Linked DNA regions of Mus musculus: region 1 is linked to region 2. Evidence: chromatin contacts called from public Hi-C data. All regions are on one chromosome and are shown on one strand. Each heading gives the region's core, a stretch centred on a gene start, on an enhancer-like site or on the middle of the called end of the contact. The rest is flanking DNA. Distances are from core to core; before and after follow the strand shown. Region 1 has its middle 10 kb from the start of Gm41581. Region 2 overlaps Cyp39a1 (cytochrome P450, family 39, subfamily a, polypeptide 1).

Region 1 (5,078 bases), core at 1,927-4,426, 47 kb before region 2:
ATTCATCCGCACATCTCTGCTAGCTTTCCTACGATGAGCAGCGGACAAAACTCCGTCCACCTTCGGCGTTTAAGTACTAAGTTGTTTTATGCTTTTCTTCCTTCCTTCCTCCTACAGCAGAAGCCACAAGAGAAAACAAGAAAAGCTATTATGGAATTCCAAACATGAAACCTCCTTGTTTGTTCAGACCCAAGGGCAGGAATTCCAGGGTCCTTTCCTTCCACTCCATCCTGGCTTTGGTTTTAAAAGCTAGTGCTTGTGTTATTAATTGGTGGATACCTGGCAACAACCAAACATTCTGGATTAAATATAAAATTGATTTCTGTGGGAGTTTGGAGTCACAAAACAAGCTCCATACAAAGCTCTTGAAGACTCCTAAATAGGACAGGAACACTTGAGATATTTATTAAAATATTTCAACACATTTCATCTATTGATAGATGAGGTATAATAAATCATGTTAGATAAATTCCTAATCCAGTATCAATTAATTTGGTTTTATTTAATTTTTTAGTATGTTAGTTTTCTTCAAGACAATAGGAAATTTTTTCAAGTGATGTTAGCTTTTTTTTTCTTTTCTTTTTTTTTCTTTTTTTTTTTTTTTAGTTTTTCGAGACAGGGTTTCTCTGTGTAGCCCTGACTGTCCTGGAACTCACTTTGTAGACCAGGCTGGCCTCGAACTCAGAAATCTGCCTGCCTCTGCTTTTTTTTTTTTTTTTTTTTTAAGATTTATAATCTTCATGTGTATGAGTGTATGCATGTATATGACCACATGTATTCAGTGCCCAGAGTCCAGAGGACATTGGATACCCTGGAACTGGAGGTACAGGTGGTTGTGAGCCACCATAGGAGTGGGTGCTGGGAACTGCATCAGTTCCCAGGAAGAGATGCCAGTGCTCTGAACGGCTGAGTCACCTCTCCAGGCCTGAGAGCGACATTTATCTACATCTTGACCCAAAGGACAGCACATTTAAATTAGGATCGCACTTCGAATACATACACGAGGTATCACCTGCTGCTACTAAAAATGCCCAACTTTATTATTTTTTTCTTAACAATGTCAAAGTCTGTCTGTTTCTGTATTGTAGTGGTTATCACAGCTGCCTAACAATGTATTGTTTGTTATGCTTGCTGCAACACGGGCTATGCTCCAAGGAACCCCTCTCTCTGTGGTCAGTCAGGATGCAATCCTCTTCTATTTAGGGCTACTCCATCCATCCATAGCTACCTCACAGCAAAACACCCAGTCCTTGAATCCTGCTGACAGATAGAGGAAGGAAGTTAAGTTGGGGCACACGAAGCCTTCTGTAGGCCAGTGCTTAGAGTTGTGAACATTACCAATTTGCTCACACCCCATTGGTCAGAACTCAGTCACTGGTCATGCGGAACTACAAGGGAATCTGGGAAATCTACTCATGCCACAGTTTGAAGTGGTCAAGCGCCTTCGGTCGGTAGGAGCATTTGGGGAGATCCCATGCAATGGGAAAAGGCACCTTGTTCTGCAGAGGAAAAACAGGTATAGAAAAAAGTGGCTCCATACCAGAGGCACAGAGGGTCTGCAGCGTGAAATGTTGCCTCTCTGGGTTAAAAGATGCAGTGGGGATATACACATACACGTACACATACACATACACTTACACTTACACATACACATGCACTTACACATACACTTACACATACACTTACACTTACACTTACACATACACTTACACATACACTTACACTTACACATACACATGCACTTACACTTACACATACACATGCACTTACACATATACTTACACATACACTTACACATACACTTACACATACACATGCACTTACACTTACACATACACTTACACTTACACATACACTTACACATACACTTACACATACACATGCACTTACACTTACACATACACATGCACTTACACATATACTTACACATACACTTACACATACACATGCACTTACACTTACACATACACATGCACTTACACATACACATACACTTACACAGTCACATGCACTTACACTTACACATACACATGCACATACACTTACACATACACATGCACATACACATACACTTACACTTACACATGCACATGCACTTACACTTACACATACACATGCACTTACACATACATTACACATATACATATATGTGTGTTTATACATATATATACATATATCTGACTGCAGATGCCCCACTGGTTACACTATCTCCTATATATTCAGGAAGTTATGGCTAGGACACTGTAGGACACTGAGCACTGAAGGGAGCACAACTGTTCAGCCACTCTGTCCTGCACAGCAGCAGTTCCTTAAAGCATCCCCTGTGCATACAGATATCTGCATTCTGTTGCTGTCTAAATTGAGAAAGGATGAAACCTACTCATATACCTTTAGGATGTATGCTAATATTTCCCAAAAATCTCAGGGCAGGATGAGAGAGAGAGGATGGGGGGAGGGAGAGAGAGACAGAGAAAGAGAGAGAGAGAGAGAGAGAGAGAGAGAGAGAGAGAGAGAGAATACAAGAAGCTGGAAGTAACAGATGGTTATTGTGGATGCAAGCAGAGAGCTGAGCTAGTCTAGTGAAGGAATGATTCACAAGAATGAATTTTCTAGAAGGATGTCTGGAAGGTGAAAATACCATTCACTTTCCCTGTAACTATACCTAATGGTCAGGCACTAGCCAGGTTGATCACTGCCACCTGGCAGTTAAGTCGGCAGCTATTGGGATGCAACTGTGTGCAAACCCTGTGGCATGGACTGCACTTCCTCTCCCTGACTCAGAAGATCCGAAGATGATTCCCATGGGAGGCGACAGAATGTGAATGGAATTTAGTAGCTGCTCTCAGAGTGAAATCACTGCAAAAGCTTGACAACACAAGCTGGAAGGAGAGAGTTATTTTCACGACCGTATCTCTTCTCCATGGTGTGCTGGCTTCCTAGTAATGACAGGGAGATGAAGAAAATACTTGAAAAAAATGGACTTTAAAATTGAATCAGAATCACACTGCTTTGGGAAGGAAGAAGGAAAGGAGGGAGGAGAAGGAAGGAAAAGGAAGGAAGGAAGGAAGGAAGGGAGGGCAGGCTTTGGGAGGACTTTTGATTTACACACAAGGTGATAAAACCATGACTAACAACAAGAAGCTGTGGTGATGGTGGTGTGATCTAACCTAACAGTTCCCAGCAAGGGCAGCAAGGAGGCAGTTCTAGGCAGAAAATATAGAAGCAGCCACACCCGGCCTAGTTCACTTGGTAGCTGGCAGCCCAGCTATTACAAAAACATCTGTATCCCAAGACTTCACACTGACCATCTGCCCAGGTCCCAGAGCCTCCCAACCAAATATACAACTTGTATAAGATTCATCCAAAGACCGAGGAAGCCCTGTGGCAGGCCCTACTTTTGTAGGCCTCAGCTCATTGACAAATCAAGGAAGTATCAAAGCACCATAAATGGAGTCAGCCATGTTTGTGCATGCCTGTAATGTCTGGATTTGGGATGCGGGCACGGGAGGATCAGTAGTTCAAAGGCAGCATCATCAGATAGTCAGTTTCGTGCCAGACTGGACAACAGGAAATGCTATCTAACAATGATCAAATCCAGACATCAAAGAAGTAGAGATTCAATTCCAACAGTCAAACACAAATCCCTTTCTTCTCTTTCCACTCTCATAAATTTTATGTATGAAAGAATTCATTCTTGTACATTTCTCTGCATGGCTAAATCTTATCTTTGTGGCCTAATATATAAAGGGAACACGACAGTTTGTTTAACTAGTAAATATAACTTAAAAATCTGTAATTAGGGGCTGGAGAGATGGCTCAGTGGTAAAGGTCCTCGTCCAAAGGACCAGAGTTTGGTTCCCAGCACCCATGGGGCAGCTCAAAACTATAACTTTAGTTTCAGGGAATCTGACACCCTCACACACACATACAAGCAAGAACTATAACAATGTATATAAAATAACAAAATAAAAATAAGATATTAAAGATTGTATTGAAAAATCTATAATTAATAACTTTTTTTTCCTTTCAGGCAGTTAAACAGAGCTCTAGGGTGGTTTGGATGAAAATGTCCCCTGTGGGCTCAGGTATTTGAATATGGTCACCAGTTGGCGCCAGTGTTTGGGAAGTGGTGCAGCATTTGTCAGAGGAAATATGTTACTTCGGGTGGGTGTACTCTCTCTGTTTTCTGTCTGCTGTTTAAGATAAGAACTCTCAGCTTCCTACTCCTGAAGCCCTGGTTCCCTGCTATGACGGAGTCTCATCCCTCTGGAACCATAAGCCGAAATAAACCCTTCCATGTATAAGTTACTTTGGTCATAGTGTTTTATCACAGCAAGAGAAAATTAAGCAATGTAATAAGCTCTTCAAATTATTTTAGTAGATTCACACATATACATTCACATGTTCATGTACATGACCCAGAAATACAGACAGATGCATACTGGGTAGCTCTCATTATCATCTTCATTTTGCCAGGGTTTAAGCAGTTTGTCATATGCATCCAAGGGCAAGAAAAACAGAGGCTATAACATAAAGTCCCTGCAGATTCTGGAAAGCCAAGATTCACCTTTCCCTAGGCAAGTGCTCTTATTGCCAGTGCCTCTCTCAAGCAGTCAGACAGCCGAGGCCTCCAGTTGGATCCAATCCAATTACTTATAGGACTCAATGCAGTCTTGGAGCTACTCCAGTCTTTACAGTGGCTTCTAATGCTTGCTGGTCTCTTTCCAGTACAGATGAGCACAAGACTCAGAAGCCAAAAAGATTTGATGCTTACTACAGAGCACCCATGCTAAGAGGAAACCAACTCCTTAAGACAGAGGGACCCAAGGGGGCCAGAAGAACCTCTCCTGCATCCCTCAAGGACTCTTGGGAGTTATCAGCACTTCCTTTCTGGCTCCTCATCTGCTCCACCATCTCTGAGACTGTTAGGAGATTCCAACAAACATGATTTTGTAGCTCTTGGTGTGAGTGGCGATACTACGAGCAGATAGAAGTCTGGATTGCAAGCTGTACAGGATGCTGTGTTCCACCACCACACAGCTCATACCTGTCTTATCTGGCCACTTACAAAGTTCGTC
Region 2 (4,494 bases), core at 247-2,746:
ATGAGCTATCTGTTGAGACAAGCTGCTAACTACGATTGGAACCAGCACAACAGGAAGAAGTTGCTGCAGCCAACAAAGATGAAGGGAATTGTAATCTGAAGAGTCACAGAGATGCAGAGGTTTGGAGTTTGCCCAGCTGGTTTCCTGTTTTGCTTTGGTCCACTATTTCTTCACTATGCCATTTTAGGATGGCAATGTATATCCTGTGATGTTGGAAGTATATGATCTGCCTTTTGATTTTGATTTTTTTTTAAGGGATTGCAGTTAAGAGATTGTATGAATCTCAGAGGAGCCCTTGAACTGTGGACTTTCAAACTGTTGAGACTGTTATAGATTATGGGACTTCTGAAGTTGAACTAAATGTTTTAGCATTATGCTATGGCTAAGTATGCCCCACCCCCGCCCCCCGCCCATAGACTCACGTGTTTGAACTAACCTATGGGGCCAGGAGTGGAATGTGGTGGTTTGAAAATGCTTTTCCCCTAGGAAGTGGCACTACTGGGAGGTGTAGCTTTGTTAGAGGAAGTGTGTCACTGTGGGGGTGGGCTTTGAGGTCTCCTATATATGATTAAGTCTGGCCAGAGTCAGTCTTCTCCTGTCTGCCTTGGGATCAAGACATAGAACTCTCAGCTCCTCCTGCACCATGCCTGCTTGGTGTTGCCCTGCTTCCGACCATGATAATGGACTGAACCTCTAAACCTGTAAGCCAGCCCCAATTAAATGTTGTCCTTTATAAGAGTTGCCTTGGCCATAGTGTATCTTCACAGCAGTGGGAACCCTAACTAAGACAGCCCATTATCATGCATGGATGTCTGCATGGCTGGAGTCCTGGGCTGAAGTTTTCAGTCTGTGTGTGTTCCAAAATGGCACAATTTTAGCTTTAGGGCTAAGGAGAAAAAGATAAAATTACATATTTAGCCTGGGAAAGATGCAATTTAGGCCAGATGAAACCTCTTGCTTTTGTAAATACTTAGATACAGTGTTCAGGGCTGGTGTTGCAATAAACATCTGTGTAGTTTATTGTGGCCTAGGCCCAGCCCAGCTTATATAGGCCAGGCTAGCAAAGGAAAATGAGCCCTGTGAAAGATTTCCTATATGATATGCATTAGTCTCTAAATCCCCATATTAGATTCAGGTTATCAAATTTCAAGTAGGAATAGAGACTTTTTAATAAACTAAGTCTCCTCTAATCATAACTCCTCTAGCGTAATCTTGGCTCTATTACTTGACTTTTTTCTTCATAATTTGGGCCAATTTGTCACATAAAGAATCAAAAAGATTCATTCCAATCATAACTCTGGTTAACAGCCCTGGCTAGCTGGGGAAGAATAATGAGTAAGATTATGAAGTCAGCTGAAGAGGAATGATGGCATCTTTCAAGAATGCTGTTATTGGCTGCCAAGAGCACAGGGGAATGCATCCAAGTGGAGAGAAGCTGAGTTAGTGTGCAAGTGACGCTGGACCACTAGATGGAGTTAGTGCAAATGTTGGGATATACTAAAATAGGAACGCTGAGCTAATGGAGCCAGGGAGGGCAGCACCATTGTCACCTACAGTGTCAGCCTGGGGCTGGGCTTCATTTGGATTTTGCTAGTTTGCAGACATGTTTATATTTATTATCCAAGTCAAGGGCCACCCTACAGTGTTAGTACGCTCCATTGGGCTCGCTGTCCCATCCTAATGCAATGGAGCCCAAAAGAAAAACAAAACAAACAAGCATAAAAATATTATTAGCTGTGGTTAAGATATCTCGTGTTTTCAAACTCACAAATTTCATGACTAAGTGGATGAAAATTCACAGCTCTACCTCTGACTCTAAACCAACAGACTTTTTTTTTTTTTCTTTTAAGATTTCTTTTTAGTCTTATGCTGGTGTATGGGTGTGTGCTCATGAACTGCAGGTACCCACAGAGTCCAGAAGAGGGCATTGCACACCCTGGAGTAGAAGGTAAAAGGAACTTGTGGATCAACTGTTGTGGTACTGCGAATGGTACTCACGACTTCTGTAAGAGCAGGGAGGGCTCTTAACCATGGAGATATCTCTCCAGCCCTCATGTGAGCATTTCTGCATGCATGGCTTATGACTTGTACTTCAAGGAAAAGAAATCAGTCCTACCTAGGTGTATTTGTGTTAATGAATCCTCTTCCTTGTAAATCAACCGGGGTTCAGGGAGGGAATAGACTCAACAAGTTATTCTTGGTAATAAAGAAATAAACATGTATACACAAATGCATATATGCATGCAATAACAGTTGAAGAAGTCAGGAATTTGAAGGAGAGTGAAGGGGGCTATGGGAGGGCTTGGAGGGGGAAAGGTTGTAATTAAATTAGAATCATAAAATTAAACAATAAATCTCATTGTGGAATAACAATAAGATTATAGGTAGAAAGAGAAGGTTCTGTGAATGCATGGGTCCATGGTTATAAATTGAAGCAAATACATAAAAATGTTGATGAAATAAAACATAAGATGTGTGTAGGGGAAAAAAATATCGAACTCTGGTAATTTTTATCCGCCCGCTGTCTGCTTGTTGTTAAGACTGAGCAAGCACTGCTGACGGGCAAATTCCCAGCGAGGAACTCCTAAATGAAGAAAGAAAATGGCTTCTAACACAGTGCACACAGAAACTAAAGATTAAAAGCGCAGGTTGGTTTAGGTGGCCTGCCAAGGAACGGGCGTGCACCTGCTGACCTGACTAGGCGTCTGAGGACCAGCGGTACTTCACTGCTACCTGGAGAAGACAACGCAAGGTGAAGTGAACAGATAGTTCAGGAAGCATCGAAACATGCATGTCAGTGTTCCACCAGGATGCGGAAAGCAGACCCCAGTGGTGGGCGAGTGGGAAGCTACTCAGACAAACTGACAGCCGCGCTGGTGGTACAGCCTCTGCTCCCAGCACTTGGAAGGAGTCCTGCAAATCAGAGGTGAGCCTAGGCTAGCCTGGGATACACAGAAAACCCTATCTCAAAAACAAAGCAAAACAAAAATGTACGTTTAAAAGAATAAATAATAACATAATTTAATATATAGTTTAACTTAAAGCCAAGAGTTAAGTAATTTAATTTTATTCTTCAGTTGTGTAGGCAAAGCAATGCACACCCTTCTGAGAAGAGGTGAAACTTCACAGGAGATAGATATTTGGGGGAAACTTCATTGAAACAGAGAATCCGTGGCTGGAGAGATGGCTAAGTGGTTAAGAGCACTGCCTGCTCTTCCAGAGGTCATGAGTTCAATTTCCAGCAACCACATGGTAGCTCTCAACCATCTGTAATTGGATCTGATGCCCTCTTCTGGTGTGTCAGTGAAAGGATGCTCATATGCATTAAATAAATACATTTTTTAAAAAAGAAAAAGAAAAGGAACAGAGAATCCAAGTCTCATTGAACTATCACTTTGTAGATTCTTTAATTAAAAAAAAATAACGATAAAGGGAATGAGCATTTGTTTCTGGCCAGCACATAGAGACTTCGGGTAATCGTTGCATTATAGTTTAAAATTGCCAGCTGTGGGAGGGAGAGACTCGTCTAAGCTAAGAGAGCTTGCTGTGCAAGCATAAGGATTGAAGTTTGGATTTCAGAACCAAAGTAAGCCAGGAGTCTGGCAAATGCCTGTCACGCCAGCAGCAAAATAGGTGGAGATGGGGGATGCTGGAGATCTGCAGGCTTCTAGGCTAGCTGAGAAAATACAAGCTCCAAGCTCAGCCAGAGATCCTGCCACAGTGACCCAGTGGAGCTAGTCGGAGAACACCTGACGCCCTCCTTTGGCCTCTGCAGTGTTCTCTGTACAGCTACTAGTGCAGTGCATGCATTTCCACGTCACACACACAAACACACACACACACACACGGACACACACACACACACACGGACACACACACACACACGGACATGGACACGGACACATACACATATTTACACATGAATAAAAAAGAAGCAGAAAAGGGGGAAGAAAAAGCTAATGATATGAAGAAAAGGAGACTACGATTTTGATTTGCTTGCCACCAATTTCAGAATTCACAGGCTGAAGTTCCCAGGGACACAATGTCATTTAGTGTCCCCTGCTAGTGTCACCGTGTGCTTGGCATTAGTGGGCATACTGGGATTGCCAGACAGTCTGTGGCCTGGCTGGGAACACCACCGTTTCTGGCTATGCCTTCCTGGCACAGCACGTCCAGCTCTTCTGGAAAACCCATGACATTTTAACAAATGTATTGAGACCAAAACAAACAAACAAACAAACAAACAGCCTAGATGTGCAGGAGTGAGATCCTGCTGGAAACCCTGCTGACGATACACAGAGACAAGCAGAGCCAGAGATCTGGAGAAGGAAGCGGGGCCAGTGCTGGGAAATGAAAGGGGTCACAGGTTGGAAAGGAGCATGGGTCGGCACAGCATCAGAAAAGGTGGAGAGGAAAAGGATGGGACAGGATGCATCTCCCCAGAGTGTCTGCTGTGATCTGCCAACAGTGCGCTCTTCATATTAGAAATTTCTA

What was found. A called contact is a pair of places that touch in the nucleus more often than the background predicts.
Region 1: a Hi-C map of the C2C12 cell line shows a contact between it and region 2, with 2.8 times the contacts expected there. The contact joins two enhancer-like sites. A contact is called at or near these places in 6 of 39 promoter capture datasets (the 3T3-L1 cell line, embryonic stem cells, hippocampal neurons and 1 more), 2 of 15 datasets of contacts at CTCF or cohesin (embryonic stem cells and large pre-B cells), 11 of 484 Hi-C or Micro-C datasets (the C2C12 cell line, cerebral cortex, cranial neural crest and 5 more), 3 of 115 datasets of contacts at active chromatin or transcription factors (embryonic fibroblasts, embryonic stem cells and heart atrium) and 1 of 9 other capture datasets (embryonic stem cells).

The regions. Positions count from the first base shown.
Region 1 is chr17:43,752,594-43,757,671 of GRCm38.p6, reverse strand. No RefSeq gene overlaps it. Among named protein-coding and RNA genes, the nearest start is that of Gm41581, 10 kb to the right of the region's middle. Within about 2 kb of position 3,176, at least 25 of the 459 cell types and tissues checked have an H3K27ac peak or open chromatin away from gene starts, as enhancers often do. A contact at or near this core is called in the C2C12 cell line, embryonic fibroblasts and muscle stem cells, where this site is marked.
Region 2 is chr17:43,704,358-43,708,851 of GRCm38.p6, reverse strand. The region is part of intron 7 of Cyp39a1 (cytochrome P450, family 39, subfamily a, polypeptide 1); the gene reads right to left. Among named protein-coding and RNA genes, the nearest start is that of Gm25783, 8.2 kb to the right of the region's middle. Within about 2 kb of position 1,496, at least 27 of the 459 cell types and tissues checked have an H3K27ac peak or open chromatin away from gene starts, as enhancers often do. A contact at or near this core is called in the C2C12 cell line, embryonic fibroblasts and muscle stem cells, where this site is marked.